2 separate regions of the Sus scrofa genome follow, and region 1 is linked to region 2. A link is a contact called in public HiChIP or PLAC-seq data. All regions are on one chromosome and are shown on one strand. Each heading gives the region's core, a stretch centred on a gene start, on an enhancer-like site or on the middle of the called end of the contact. The rest is flanking DNA. Distances are from core to core; before and after follow the strand shown.

Evidence for each region. HiChIP or PLAC-seq counts read pairs in DNA pulled down with a chosen protein or histone mark.
Region 1: a contact with region 2 is called in an H3K27ac HiChIP or PLAC-seq map of alveolar macrophages. The contact joins the promoter of CNOT10 here to the enhancer-like site in region 2.

Annotation. Positions count from the first base shown.
Region 1 is chr13:18,647,725-18,651,011 of Sscrofa11.1, reverse strand. It overlaps CNOT10 (CCR4-NOT transcription complex subunit 10), which reads right to left and starts at 1,287. Exons shown (of 17, transcript XM_021071550.1): 1 at 1,004-1,287. It overlaps LOC110256561 (a long non-coding RNA gene), which reads left to right and starts at 1,372. Exons shown (of 4, transcript XR_002338194.1): 1 at 1,372-1,459.
Region 2 is chr13:18,288,768-18,291,672 of Sscrofa11.1, reverse strand. The region is part of intron 1 of CMTM8 (CKLF-like MARVEL transmembrane domain-containing protein 8); the gene reads right to left. Among named protein-coding and RNA genes, the nearest start is that of CMTM8, 47 kb to the right of the region's middle. Within about 2 kb of position 1,417, at least 7 of the 83 cell types and tissues checked have an H3K27ac peak or open chromatin away from gene starts, as enhancers often do. A contact at or near this core is called in alveolar macrophages, where this site is marked.

The DNA of each region.
Region 1 (3,287 bases), core at 38-2,537, 360 kb before region 2:
CCTGCTGTACATTTTCCAAGGGGTCTGTACAGCTGCTGCTCCACCTATCTGCATCATTCTTGCTTCCTGTGGCTGGCTCTTTAGTCTTTGTTCAAATGTCACCTCTTAGAGAGCCTTTCCATATCTGATCCACTCTCAGTTATTGAGATCAAGACATACTAAAACACACACTACATTTGAGATTTCCTTTTTTCTTTTTTAAATTAATTTTAGTTTTAAAAATAATTTTACTGTGAAAAATCTTAAGTGTTGACTGCTTCTAAGTCCTGTCATTTAAATTCCAACAAAACCTGGATGGATGCCACAGAGAACATTATTTTCTTACAGGAAACATAGGCCAGACCATCCCAAAAGTAGGCAGGAAAGCATTTTATATTCTTCAAAGGAGAAGATTTTTAGGAAGGGGGTAGTAATCCATAAAGAAAATCGTCACGATAAATTAGTCTTGAGGAACTAGGGGAAAACAGGTTCCACACGCAAGATATTAAAAAGCAGAGTCTGAAGTGAGACACAATAAAGTTATTCCCATTTAAATAAATGGTTTTCATAAAGCTAATTATATACGACGTGGCCGACCAGAGGCAAGCTGATGTCGCCGTGACCAGCCAGGGAAGTCCTGGCCGGAGCCAGGGGAAATCAAGGTAGCTCTTTTTCCAGGGTGAACTTTCCTTGCTCTGCTTTCCCCAAAGGGAAGTCAGAAAATCTGTGAAGCGGCCACATAGGTTTAAGCTTTTTAAACCAGAGCTATTCCGGAGAGCGGGGCAAAGGAGGGCAGAAGTAGCTTCACGCCACACTTGGTAAGAAACTATCTGACATCGGGCCCAAAGACTCACATTAGCCCCTCAGAGGGAGAGGATGGGGAGAGAAATGGCACGCCCCAATTAGAGTCACCCTAGAGTCCCCAACCTCCAGTCCCCAACCGGAGCTCCTCCGCCGAAGCGCAGGGTCTGCCTGCTCCCGCGTGTCCCGTTTCGACCCTGATCGCTGGGCGCGGGCACCTCACCTGAGGGCTTGTCTGCAGCCATCTTCCCGCCTCGGCTCAGGTTCTTCCCCGCAGGTGGCGTGGCCTCCACTCCAGCTGCCCGGCCGACCGCTGTCCTGGACCTCGGAGGAAAAGTCTGCACCCACTCCCCGGGTTCCGGTCTGTGGAGTGGGCAGACGGCGGGCTGAGGAAGTGACGAAGGCTAGCTCGCGTAGTCTAGCAACAGCAGCAGCGTCTCCGCCAGGGCGGTGCCACCGCCTCCAGCCATGCCCGGCTTCCGCCTCGCCGAGTCCCCTGACACACTACTTCCGGGGGCCGCAGCCGGCGTGGGAACTGCGGCTGGTCCCGCCCCACGCTGGCGTCCCCGGCGCCCCGCCCCCCGCAGCGTGAGCGCGCGCTCCCGTCCGGAAGTACGCTCAACCGCACCTCTGGGAGAAAGCTGTGCGCTAGTGTTTGTGCTTGTCCTGGTTAGACTTCGTAAGTATCAGCCCTTTTGTCCCTCATTTTACGGAAAACCACATAACTGCACTTGACATCTAAGCTTAAGGCTAAGCTTAGCTAAGCTTAAGGCTTGCACTTGGCTTGTATACTCATTGATTTCTCACAGATCTCTGAGAAGGCACTGTTGCCCTTTCCCTTCCCCATTTAAAGTCAAAACAAAACATTTTGTTTTAGAAGTTTTAGATGTATATAAAATTGCAGAAATGATACATGGAGCTCTTGTGAGCGTTTTGAGTATTATTAAGTCACTACGACACATCTGTCACATCTAAGAAACCACCATTAGCATATTACTATTAATTTTTTTTTCAACTTCACCAGTTTTCTTTCTTTCTTTTTTTTTTTTTTTTTGGTCTTTTTGCCTTTTCTAGGGCCACTCCCTCGGCATATGGGGGTTCCCAGGCTAGGGGTCTAATGGCCTACAGCAGAGCCACAGCAATGTGGGATCCGAGCCGCGTCTGGAACTTACACCACAGCTCACAGCAACGCGGGATCGTTAACCACTGAGCAAGGCCAGGGATCGAACCCTCAACCTCATGGTTCCTAGTCGGATTCGTTAACCATTGAGCCACGACAGGGACTCCCATTCACCAGTTTTCAGTTACGGTCCCCTTTCTGTTCCAGGATCTTTTCCAGGATACCACATTAAATTTATTCATGTCTCCATAAGCTATTCTTTTTTTCCTTTTTACATCCACATCTGCAGCATATGGAAATCCCTGGGCTAGGGGTCTAAATGGAGCTGCAGCTGCAGGCTTACACCACAGCCAGGGCAGTGACAGATCTGAGCCACAAGGATCTGAGCCCCATCTGTGACCTACACCACAACTTGTGGCCAAGCCAGATCCTTAACCCACAGGGAAGGGCCTGGGAAGGAAGCTACATCCTCATGGACACTATGTCAGGTTCTTTACCTGCTGGGCCACTATGGGAATTCTTTCTCAGGCTATTCTTGGCTGTTATTGCTTCTCAGATTTTCCTTATTCTTTTTTTTTTTTGTGTGTGTGTGTTCTTCTAGGGCTGCACCTGTGACATATGCAGGTTCCCAGGCTATGGGTCTAATCAGAGCTGTAGCCACCACCCTATGCCAGAGCCACAGCAACTCAGGATCCAAGCCTCATCTGTGACCTACACAGCTCACGGCAACGCCGGATCCTTAACCCACTGATCGAGGCCAGGGATTGAACCCACAACCTCATGGTTCCTAATCAGATTTGTTAACCACTGAGCCAGGATGGGAATTCCAGATTTTCCTTGTTCTTGATGACGTTGACAGCTTTGAAGAGTACCAGTCAAGGTTTTTGAAGAATGGGTTAATTGTTTTTTTGTTTTTGTCCTCTTAAGGCCACAGTCATAGCATTATGGAGGTTCCCAGGCTAGGAGTCAAATTGAACTTGTAGCTGCTGGCCTACACCACAGCCACAGCAACACCGGATCCTTAACCCACTGAGCAAGGCCAGGGATTGAACCTGTGTCCTCACAGATACTCGTCAGATTCATTTCTGCTGAGCCATGACAGGAACTCCATCCACTGTTTTTTATTTCATGGTTAGACTAGGGTTATAGATTTTTAGCAGAAACACCACAGGGTGACTTGCCATTCTCATTGCATCAAATTGAGACTAGGCACTATCACAATGACTTGGTGATGTTGACCTTGATCCCCTGGCTTAGGTAATTTTTGTCAGGCTTCTCTACTTTTAAGTCATTAAGTGCAGCTCACAGTTGAGTGGTTGAGGGCTGTGAAGCTCTACCTCCTGCTGTAGGAAGGCTGTACATAAATTATCTTTTCCAAGGGAAATTC
Region 2 (2,905 bases), core at 168-2,667:
AAGGCACCTAGTAATCACTTTTTGCCTTATTTTTTTTTTTTTTTTTTTTTTTTTGGTCTTTTTGTCTTTGTTGTTGTTGTTGCTATTTCTTGGGCCGCTCCCGCGCCATATGGAGGTTCCCAGGCCAGGGGTTGAATCGGAGGTATAGCCATCGGCCTACGCCAGAGCCACAGCAATGCGGGATCCGAGCCGCGTCTGCAACCTACACCACAGCTCACGGCAACGCCGGATTGTTAACCCAGTGAGCAAGGGCAGGGACCGAACCTGCAACCTCATGGTTCCTAGTCGGATTCGTTAACCACTGCGCCACGACGGGAACTCCTGCCTTATTTTTAAGATTTGGATAAGTTTCCTTTAAGATTGTCTGCCTTTCAACCAGTTTATGAGGTTTCTCCCCTTGAGTCAATGACTCCTGTAGTAGAAAAACCTATCCCTAGTCTAAGAACAGCCAAGCTATGTAGAATCCTGGCATTCCTATGGTTCAACCAAAGTACTCCAACTTGTTTACAAAATTCAGGGTAACCTAAGCCAGTATTTTCATTGATTTAAACCAATGCTCCCTTTGGAAATCTTCTCCAAAAAAGAGTAGAAAGAAGAGACACTTACCTTTGGAAATGGTGCCCTGACACTCTCTGACCCCATACTCTATGTCGAGGACCAAGGACTATTCTCCACGTAAATACCCCAGACTCTCTGAGTGAACCCAAGATGGCCAGGTGATGAGGGGCTGGCTGACAGGGAAGAGCAAATGTGACATAAAAATCAGGATTGTTCTCATTTTATAAGCAGAAGCTGATATAAGGAAAGTTCCTAGCTAGGGTTTCCCTAGAAACAGACCAAGATTTCTGGGGGGAAAAAATTAAGAGAAGGAAAGATTTCAAAAGGCAAAAAGTCACGTGTCTAGTGCATGTCTCATAGTCTAGATCTTCCAATAGTCAAAGTTTTTAGTTCGAAGATGATCGAGATTTTTTGTGGGGATTCTATGAACAAGGAGCACTGCCAATGACCAAGACCATGCTGGGGAACATAAACCAGACCTCTTTACCTTCACCCTGGGCTTCCTCAGCATCTTTGACTTTTACAATGTTATTCTTATCCAGGACTCCTTCATAAATACACACTTCAAGTGTATAAATTAGTACCCGAACCATTCCCCCTAAATTCTTCCCACACACAGATCTTATTTTCCTACACACAGGCTTAATTTTAAACCATCAAAGCCCCCCGAGTTTCAAGAACCTTTTTTTCTCCTTAACTACCACAAGCTGGTAATTAAATGTTCCTCCAGACAAGGCTGGTGAACAATAGAAGAAATTGTTCTTTCACCATCACCATTTTGCACAAGACGCTGTAATGACACTACTGTATTGCAGATGGATACAGCAGCCTGGAGCGTCCACCCTGGGAACAGACAGGGCTGGGTGAGGTCACCCTTTATTCCACAAAGGGAGTCTTAGTCACCAAGGTTGCTTCATAGAAGAGAATGGCCTGGTTAAAAGTTCAAATTCAGACAGTGTCCATTCAAGGTGAGTAAGTGGTATGATCCCCCTTCAAAAGCAGACGGCAACTGAGGGGGAGGGATAAATTAGGAGTCTGGGATTAACAGATACACCCTACAATATATAAAATAGATAACCAACAAGGACCTACTGCATAGCAGAGGGAACTCTACCCAATATCCTATAATACCCTATATGGGAAAAGAATCTGAAAAAGAATGGAAATATGTACATGTATAACTGAATCACTTTGCTGTACACCTGAAACACAACATTGTAAATCAACTACATTCCAATGTAAAATTTTTTAAAAAGAGTAAAAAAAAAGTAGAGAACGATTTTCCTAAAATCACCTAAAATCACTTTTTACACTAGCTCATAATTGGGGGGGGGTGGTAATCTTTGCCCAGTGGCTGGAACCCAAATCTTCCAGAAAAACAACCATTTTTTGAGAGCAAACACATGGGGGATGAGTTGAAAAGGCACCCTCATGAGGCTATTAAAATAATGAAAACCTGGACAGAAGTTGGGCTGCTCTGCTGCCCTCTACTGGCAGGGTCAAGGATCAACAACACACAAAGCGCCCAAGTGGGCACACACCCCTCTGTTCCTCTGTGGCTGAGTCATGTCCTACTCCTCCTGAGAAAAACCTGGGTGAGAAAAGCAGGGGCTTCAACCCATGGAACCTCAAATCCAGTAGGAACACCTGAAGCAGCACAGCTCATTTTGCAACTACAGAGCCCTCAGAGTGAAGCAACCCTGCAGTCCCAGGAGGTCTTCAAAAAAACGAAAAATAGAACTACCATGTGATCCAGCATTCCCACTCTTCAGCATATATCTGGAGAAAACCGTAGTTCAAAAAGATGCAGGCACCCCAATATTCACTGCAGCCCCATTTAAAATAGCCAAGACATGGAAGCAACCTAAGTGTCCACTGACAGAGGAATGGATATATATATATATATATATATATATATACACACACACACACAATGGTATATATATACAATGGAATATTACTCAGCCATAAAAAGAATGAAATAATGTCATTTGCAGCAACATGGATGGACCTAGAGATGATTATACTAAGTGAACTAAGTCAGACAAAGACAAACATCATATGATATCACTTATATGTGGAATCTAAAGAAATGATACAAATGAACTTATTTACAAAACAGAAACAGACTCGCAGACTTTGAAAACAAACCGGTGATCACTAAAGGGGGAAGGTTCAGGGAAGGGAAGGATTGGGAGCTTGGGACCAGCACAGGCACACTATGGTATATGGAATGGAGGGTCAATGGGAACTGTATAGCACAGGGAACTCTACCCAATATTCTGTGATAACTTACATGGGAACGGATATGTGCATGTGTATAACTGAATCACTTTGCTGTACAGCA